Linked DNA regions of Canis lupus: region 1 is linked to region 2. The links are chromatin contacts, called in public Hi-C maps. All regions are on one chromosome and are shown on one strand. The core of a region is the stretch at or near the end of the contact, and the rest is flanking DNA. Distances in the headings are between cores, read along the strand shown.

Region 1 (3,472 bases), core at 419-2,918, 49 kb before region 2:
GTAAGATTTTGGTTAAGTTCTTCTGGAAGTTGGATGACTGATATTACATGGACAAAAACCTCAAAGGAAGCCCCCCCTTCTCTACACCCAAGCATTTTTGTAAACAAATCTTGACTTAAAACAAGAAACTTGGGCAGCCTAGGTGGCTCAGCGGTTTAGCACTGCCTTTAGGCCAGGGCCTGATCCCGGAGACCCAGGATAGAGTCCCCCGTCCAGCTCCCTGCATGGAGCCTGCTTCTCCCTCTGCCTGTGTCTCTGCCTCTGTGTGTGTGTGTCTCTTATGAATAAATAAATATATATATAAAAACAAAAACAAAACCCAAGAAACTTAAAAGTTTTTCACTACACCGAGACCCCCATGCAAAGCAGTCTTGAAAGTCAGACGTTCCTACATTTGAGCCCCTCCTCAGCTGCTTCCTAGTTGTAGGACCTTGACCAACCCAATATTTCTAAGCTTGCATACCGTCATCCATAAAGTTGGATATAACAAAAGTCCCTGCCTCACGTTGTTGTGAGGATGAAATGAGACACTGTATATAATAAAAGCCCACTGTATGGGCTTATGTGCCCACACAGCCTGGTACACTCAAAGTGTTTAACTAGTTCACTATTATCTGTAAAATCTTCAAACCCAAGTTAACAAAAATGTCATATTTCGCTCAAAAATAGCAATGGTGTAACACAAAAAAACAGAAATCAAGTTCACTTGAGTTCACACATCAAATTATATGCTTTGGCTTTGCCTAGTGTTTTGCCTCTTGAGTTCCCTATGTCTCAGTTCCTTTACTTCCTCTGTTCACTCAAGAACTTGCAGAACATGAAGACTCCTAACTCTGGGAAACGAACTAGGGGTGGTGGAAGGGGAGGAGGGTGGGGGGTGGGGGTGAATGGGTGACGGGCACTGAGGGGGGCACTTGACGGGATGAGCACTGGGTGTTATTTTGTATGTTGGCAATTTGAACACCAATAAAGAATAAATTTATTATTTAAAAAAAAAAAAAAGAACTTGCGCTTTCCCAAGGCCTCTTCCGTATCCCCCCACACGCGAGAAACACATTTGTAATACTTATTACAAATTGGCAAGAGGCTTCTCTCTCTCTCCTCTTTCTCCAAGAATCTGGTATGTCCCCCCATGGGTCTGATTAGTTCAGATATATTATTTAGTTGACTCAGTTATCACCGGGAGATGATAATGGCTCAACATTTAGTATCCACCTAATAGCCCCATATGCTATGGCAGGTGAGTTACAGACGTTACTTGCAGTCCTCATAACCACCCCGCAAGGCAGAGCCCACTCTCTCTGTTTCTGAGGCGGTAATTAGAAGGTCTGGGCCCCTGAGCTCAAAGCCACACCAGTAAGCGACCAGTAAGCAGCAGCACCAGCGACCCTAAGGATCAAGTTAAGGCATTAGTTGGGATGTGATGGCCCTAAGCGGTTTCCTACTTCTGGGAAAGGCCCACCTGGCCTTTCAAAGAGAGGCCTCCTCATCCTGGTGCAAACACACGCGTGTGGTAGCCGGATGTCCCCTGATTCAGGTACGACGTTTAACTTTGTCATGTCATTCATCCCCTAGCACCACAGATGTGTCTACATAACACTAAACATCTCCGCACGTCCCGTGCACATAAACGCCAGCCAACGTGCCAGCTGCACTCCCACAGTGGACGCTGTAGGTCTGACCCACAGAATTCCAGACGTCGCCAAGTAGAGAAACTGGGCTCTCCCCAGACCCAGTAATTCCTGTTTAATTTCCCCGGGCGAAGTACTGAATTTCGAATCGTGCTCCTTCTAGAAAGCAGAATTTCGCAAATATCACGAGGCGGAGTCCCACAGAGTCAGGAGCGGGAAGCCGAGGAGGGCGATTAGGGTGGATGTCGCTGCTCTCGCGACGACGGGCACAGGGAAGTCTCTCATCGGACTCTGCAGTCCTTCCAGCAATGGAAGCTCAGCGCACGGCGCATTTGGGGGAACCCTGAACGACACTAACCGCGTAAGGTCAAGCAAACAACGGGCGGGCCCTTAAAAAAAAAAAAAAAGTGCGTTGTGGAGGGTTTTCATCTGAGGTAAAAAAAAATTAGGTGCGTTGTGGAGGGTTTTCATCTGAGGTAAGAGCGGGTCTACTCCGACGTGCGGGCTCCGGAGTCCGGGTCCGCCTCTCGCCTCCCCACGGCTCGGCGGACACCTCTCTCCGGAGGCCACTTGGGGGGCCTCGGGCTGGCGCCCCCCTCAGCCGCGCGCCCCGCCCCCCCAGGCGCCTTCCTTCCCTCAGAGCCGCACTCGGGCGGACGCCCCCCTCGGAGCGCCTCCAACGGGCGAGCGGCCCCCGCAGGGCGGGGGGGGCGGGGCGGGGGCGGCGCGCACCGGGCGCGGGGGGCGGGGCGGGGAGGGGCGGGGAGCGCGCCGCGCGGGGGCGGGGGCGGGGGCGGGCGCAGGTCGCTCTCCGGGCGCCGCTCCCCTTTGTTCGGCTCCATTGTGTGCCCCTTCCTCCTCAGGCGCCTCTTCCGGCGCCCCGTGCGCAATTTGTGAAGGGGCTTTGGGTGCGTTTTTCTTTTCCTTTTTCTTTTTTGTCTCTCCCCCCCACCCCGCTCATCTCTTGGTCCGCGAGGCCTCCCGGGCACGCCTCTCCTCGCGGCGCCCCGCCGCGGCCCCCGAGCGCGGCCGAGGGAAGCGGGAGCGCCCCTCCCCCGACGGCGGCCCCGCCGCGCTCGCGCCCCGCGCCTCCTCCAGGAGGCAGCCTAACCCCGCTTCCCGACCCTCGACCCTCCCGCCGGGCCGCGCCCCCGCCCCTCCGAGGGGCGCAGCCTCCGGGGCTCCGGGCGCCGGAGCGAGGCCCGGAGGCCGGCGCGCCGCCCCAGCCCGGCCGCCTCGGCGTCCCGGGAGCCGGCGCGAGCGTCGCCGCGGCCCTCCCCGTCCCTCGCGCTCGCGCTCCCGCTCCCCGGCCGCCGCGCGGCCGCCTCAGCCCCCTTATATAGCCCTCTAAAAATAGCTCGCCTCGCACCGCCTTGTAAGGCAGCAGGGAGATCCGCGGCCGGCCAATCGGCGCTCGCCGCCAGGGCCAAGCCCCGCCCCGGGCCCCGCTCCGCGCTCCCCATTGGTCCTCAGTGACTTCATGAGCCCCCTGTTTACCTTACATGGTCACACGCGGCCTAATGGACGCCCTCCTCCGAGATCCCACGGCTGCGCGGAGAGCCGGGCGGAGCGGGGGGAGTTTGGGGAGGGGGAAGAGCAGGAGGAGGAGAAAAGGAGGGGGGGAGAGACTACAAACTAGCAAGGATGGGGTGGGGGGTGGGGAGGGAAGGGAAGGGGGGGGAGAGAGAAGCGATCGCGAGAAAAAAAAAATGCAACCTCCCAAAATAAAGAGCAAAGATTGCATTAGGAGCGAACAGCGCTGCAGAAATAGATGGCAGCTTCGTGTCAGTGAGTTTGCATCCCCCTTCCTGATCCACGAGCTGGAGTGATTAGAGCCCTGG
Region 2 (3,583 bases), core at 25-2,524:
AGACGGAGCCTAGGAGGATCTCGGAGACCTTCGGGGAGGACTTGGACTGTTTCCTCCATGCTTCTCCTCCCCCGTGCATTGAGGAAAGCTTCCGGCGCTTGGACCCGCTGCTGCTCCCGGTGGAAGCCACCATCTGCGAGAAGAGCTCGGCAGTGGACATTCTGCTCTCTCGGGACAAGTTGCTATCTGAGACCTGCCTCAGCCTCCAGCCAACCAGCTCTTCTCTAGACAGCTACACAGCCGTCAACCAGGCCCAGCTCAACGCAGTGACCTCATTAACGCCCCCGTCGTCCCCTGAGCTCAGCCGCCATCTGGTCAAAACCTCACAGACTCTCTCAGCCGTGGATGGCACGGTGACGTTGAAACTGGTGGCCAAGAAGGCTGCGCTCGGCTCAGTCAAGGTGGGAGGGGTGGCAACGGCAGCAGCGGCCGTGGCGGCAGCTGGGACAGTTAAGAGCGGACAGAGCGACAGTGAGCAAGGAGGGGTGGGGGCCGAGGCGTGCCCCGAAAACAAGAAGAGGGTTCACCGCTGTCAGTTTAACGGGTGCCGGAAAGTTTATACAAAAAGCTCCCACCTAAAGGCCCACCAGAGGACTCACACAGGTAGTGGTACAAGTTGGCCGCACGTGGTTTCTTCTGCTTCTCCTCCTCTTCCTCTTCTTCCTCCTCTTCCTCCTCTTCCTTCTCCTCCTCCTTCTCCTCCTCCCTCTCCTTCTCCTCCTCTAGCCTCTCAGTGGGAAGGGCTCCCGTGTCCCAAGGAGGGGCGTCGTGCTCACCTGGAGTGGTAGCCAGGCGGGAGGGCCGGGCCAGGGCGGCGGAGTGTCGCTCGCTGGCCGCGCCATCCTTTCGGGCCCAAGGAGCACCCCAGGGCAGAATCACACAGTTCCGAGGACGCCTGAATGGGCTCCGGCGGCGTGACTCACCGCCATACACCCTGCACGTGCTTGTCACCTCCCTGACACGTTTCATCGTTTTAGGAGCGTAGCTCTGCAGTTTTGAGCAACACTGGAGTCTGAGGAGGCACATTTGAAAGACTCCACGGCTAAACAAGGTAGTCGGGGTGTCCCTATTCACTCTTTTCCCAGCATCCCTGATTTTTCATCAAAGTCACCAACAGCAGGAGGGTTTCAGAGTTCATTAGATGTGATCATTCTATAATTAATTGGCATCTCCTCTTTTGCATTGTTCTCTGGCGCGTGCTTTATGGAGAGATGGCGGAATTGCTTTTTAATGAGCCTGTTACTGGGAAGTTGCTAAAGTGATTACATTGCTATGTGTGTGGTAGAGGGGAGTGGGCACCGACAGGGGCTGTATGTTTTACTCAGGACTTCTGCAGTGATTCCCAGGCACCATATTGATCTTTGGAGCAGTGGGATGATTTGGAAGAGCGGGGCTTACAGAGCAAAGAGTGAGATTGGCATTTTCCTTGAAACTGGTCTTCGTTCTGTGCTCTGAGGTGCAAGCTTAGGGCTGGTGTTTCTTCCTCGTGTTAGCATCCTAGGAGCCATTACTGTCATTGGCGGGTTTTAAATGAGTCCCTACTGTCTCGCCTGTGTGGTTTTGCATACCGCTTGCACAGGACCGCTGAAGAGGGAAAAGCTCCAAAAGTATAGCAGAGTGAGAGTGCAACTGGAGAGAAATGGGTGATTGGATTTGAGCCAGGAGATGTGGCTGCTGAGAGTCCTTTTTGGTCTCACAGCTTGTCTTCCTGGTGCTTTGTGGGGAGTTTCGGTCTGTGCCACCAAGGAAATGTGCAGAGCAGATTTCATTGGCTGGAAAATCAGAAAGACCCGGGTTCTAGTTCTCACTGTGCCACTAACTAGCTCTGTGACCTTGAGAGTGTCCCTTTCCCTCATTGGGCCTCATTGTCCATATCTCTCCAACCGACTGGCTTTCCCATCCAGTGCTCTGCAGTGTCAGGGGCATGAAATATCTGTGTGCAGTACAGAAGCACTTTCCTGAAGTAAGATGTGTACTGTGTGTCTAAAAGAAATCACCATTTTGAACCTCAAAGTCAGTCCCAAGGGAGGATGAGAACATACTGCTTCTTTGCTACACAGGACTTCGTCATGTACTCCTCCAGTTCCACATTTAACTTCCTATGTAACTCTTGGCTCATGGGAAGGTCTGCTAACATGACTTGTGAACCTGGTGGCTCAGGTTGCAGAGTCCCGTGTAGGGTTTCCCAAGAGTTTGAGTCTGAGTGCTCTACTCCACAGACAATGCTTCCTGCTCGAGTCAGCTTCTTTTCCTTTATGATATTGTCCTGCAGGTCATTTTTTATTTATATATCTTTCTTTCTCAAGTCACTGAGGAAAGTCATGACAAGACATTGCAGTGCTCCCAGGCTTTGATGGTGACTCACTTCCTATTCTCCCCAGGAAACCAGAGAAAGCGGAATGAAGCAAGAATGCTTTGTTGAGGGCGTGGAAGTCGTGATTATGGACACGTTTCTGAATTATTGACATGAAGACAGGCCACATCCTGTCTTGTATGAAGACTGGACAGCTCTGGGGAAGCGAGATTCTATGTTTTCAATGGGAAGTCCAGAGCATTTTTCTTCTTTTCTTATCCCCTTTTCCCAACAGATGTGTCAGAAGGAAACCCCTTTAGGAGTGGTGCTTATTCAGTGCTTTGTTTTTTGGGCATTGTCTACTCAGAGTGATTATCAAGGTGGAGCTCATTATGTTCCCCAGCACCTGCAACCACTTGCCGTACGGTGGACTGATGTGTTAAGACTCCTCCCCATGGGTAATTTACTCAAGGAGGCACCCTACATTATTGAAAGGCAGTGTTGCAGAGTGGTTAAGAGGGAGGGAGGGCTTTGTAGTAGGTGGACAAGGATCTGAGTTCTGGGTCTACTGCTTCTTAGATTTGTGATCTGGTTAGGTGACTTATCTTCCCTGAGTCTCAGCTTAGTCATTTATAAAATATGGGGATAATTTTATCTTCAACCTAGATTGTTTTGAAAATTAAATGTGTAGATATATGTAAAATACTTGGCAGATCGTAAGAGCTCATTGAAGACCGTAGTGGAGTTGGTTGTACTTACTACGATTGCTGCTGATATTGATTAATGATGACTGCGTGAAAAAAACAGCTCTATAGAAAGTAGAAATAAGGCAGTAACCAAAATTAAATACCATCGAAAGCAAAAAGCTTTTTCCTCACTCTGTGTGGGGGTTATGATACTCATGGACACCAGTTATAGAAAGTGCATCTGGATGTGCAGGCATTGGCTCATTGAAGGTGGCAGCACTGTGGATTTTGGCTTTACTAAGACAATACAGAAAGCGATCTCCTTGCATCCTCCAGAAGTATTTTGCCTGTGAAACCCTCCTCAGAGATGATAAGCATGGAAGGAAAAGTAGGTGCTATAAGAAAGAGAAACAGGAGGGGACCTAGAGGTGAGGATGGAGGATGGGGAGAGGGAATATGAATTAATTTGGATTAAATGGATGAGAATCAGAAGTATTTATTTGGAATTGGTGTGAATGGGGCACATGGGGAACTGAAAACAAAGGTGATAATTTATGTGGTGTGGATGAACTAAGAATAATGAAAAAAAGCATGAAGGATAGAA

Evidence for each region. Hi-C and Micro-C count contacts between places; a contact is called where the count stands out from the background.
Region 1: a contact with region 2 is called in a Hi-C map of amygdala, with 1.9 times the contacts expected there. The contact joins the promoter of KLF7 here to the enhancer-like site in region 2. A contact is called at or near these places in 3 of 9 Hi-C or Micro-C datasets (amygdala and blood).

What each region holds. Positions count from the first base shown.
Region 1 is chr37:15,469,760-15,473,231 of UU_Cfam_GSD_1.0, reverse strand. KLF7 (Krueppel-like factor 7) reads left to right here and starts at 1,668. Exons shown (of 5, transcript XM_038585552.1): 1 at 1,668-1,992. It overlaps LOC119867945 (a long non-coding RNA gene), which reads right to left and starts at 3,238. Exons shown (of 2, transcript XR_005385289.1): 1 at 3,129-3,238; 2 at 1-2,020.
Region 2 is chr37:15,420,147-15,423,729 of UU_Cfam_GSD_1.0, reverse strand. KLF7 (Krueppel-like factor 7) reads left to right here. Exons shown (of 5, transcript XM_038585552.1): 3 at 1-603. Among named protein-coding and RNA genes, the nearest start is that of KLF7, 50 kb to the left of the region's middle. Within about 2 kb of position 1,274, at least 5 of the 20 cell types and tissues checked have an H3K27ac peak or open chromatin away from gene starts, as enhancers often do.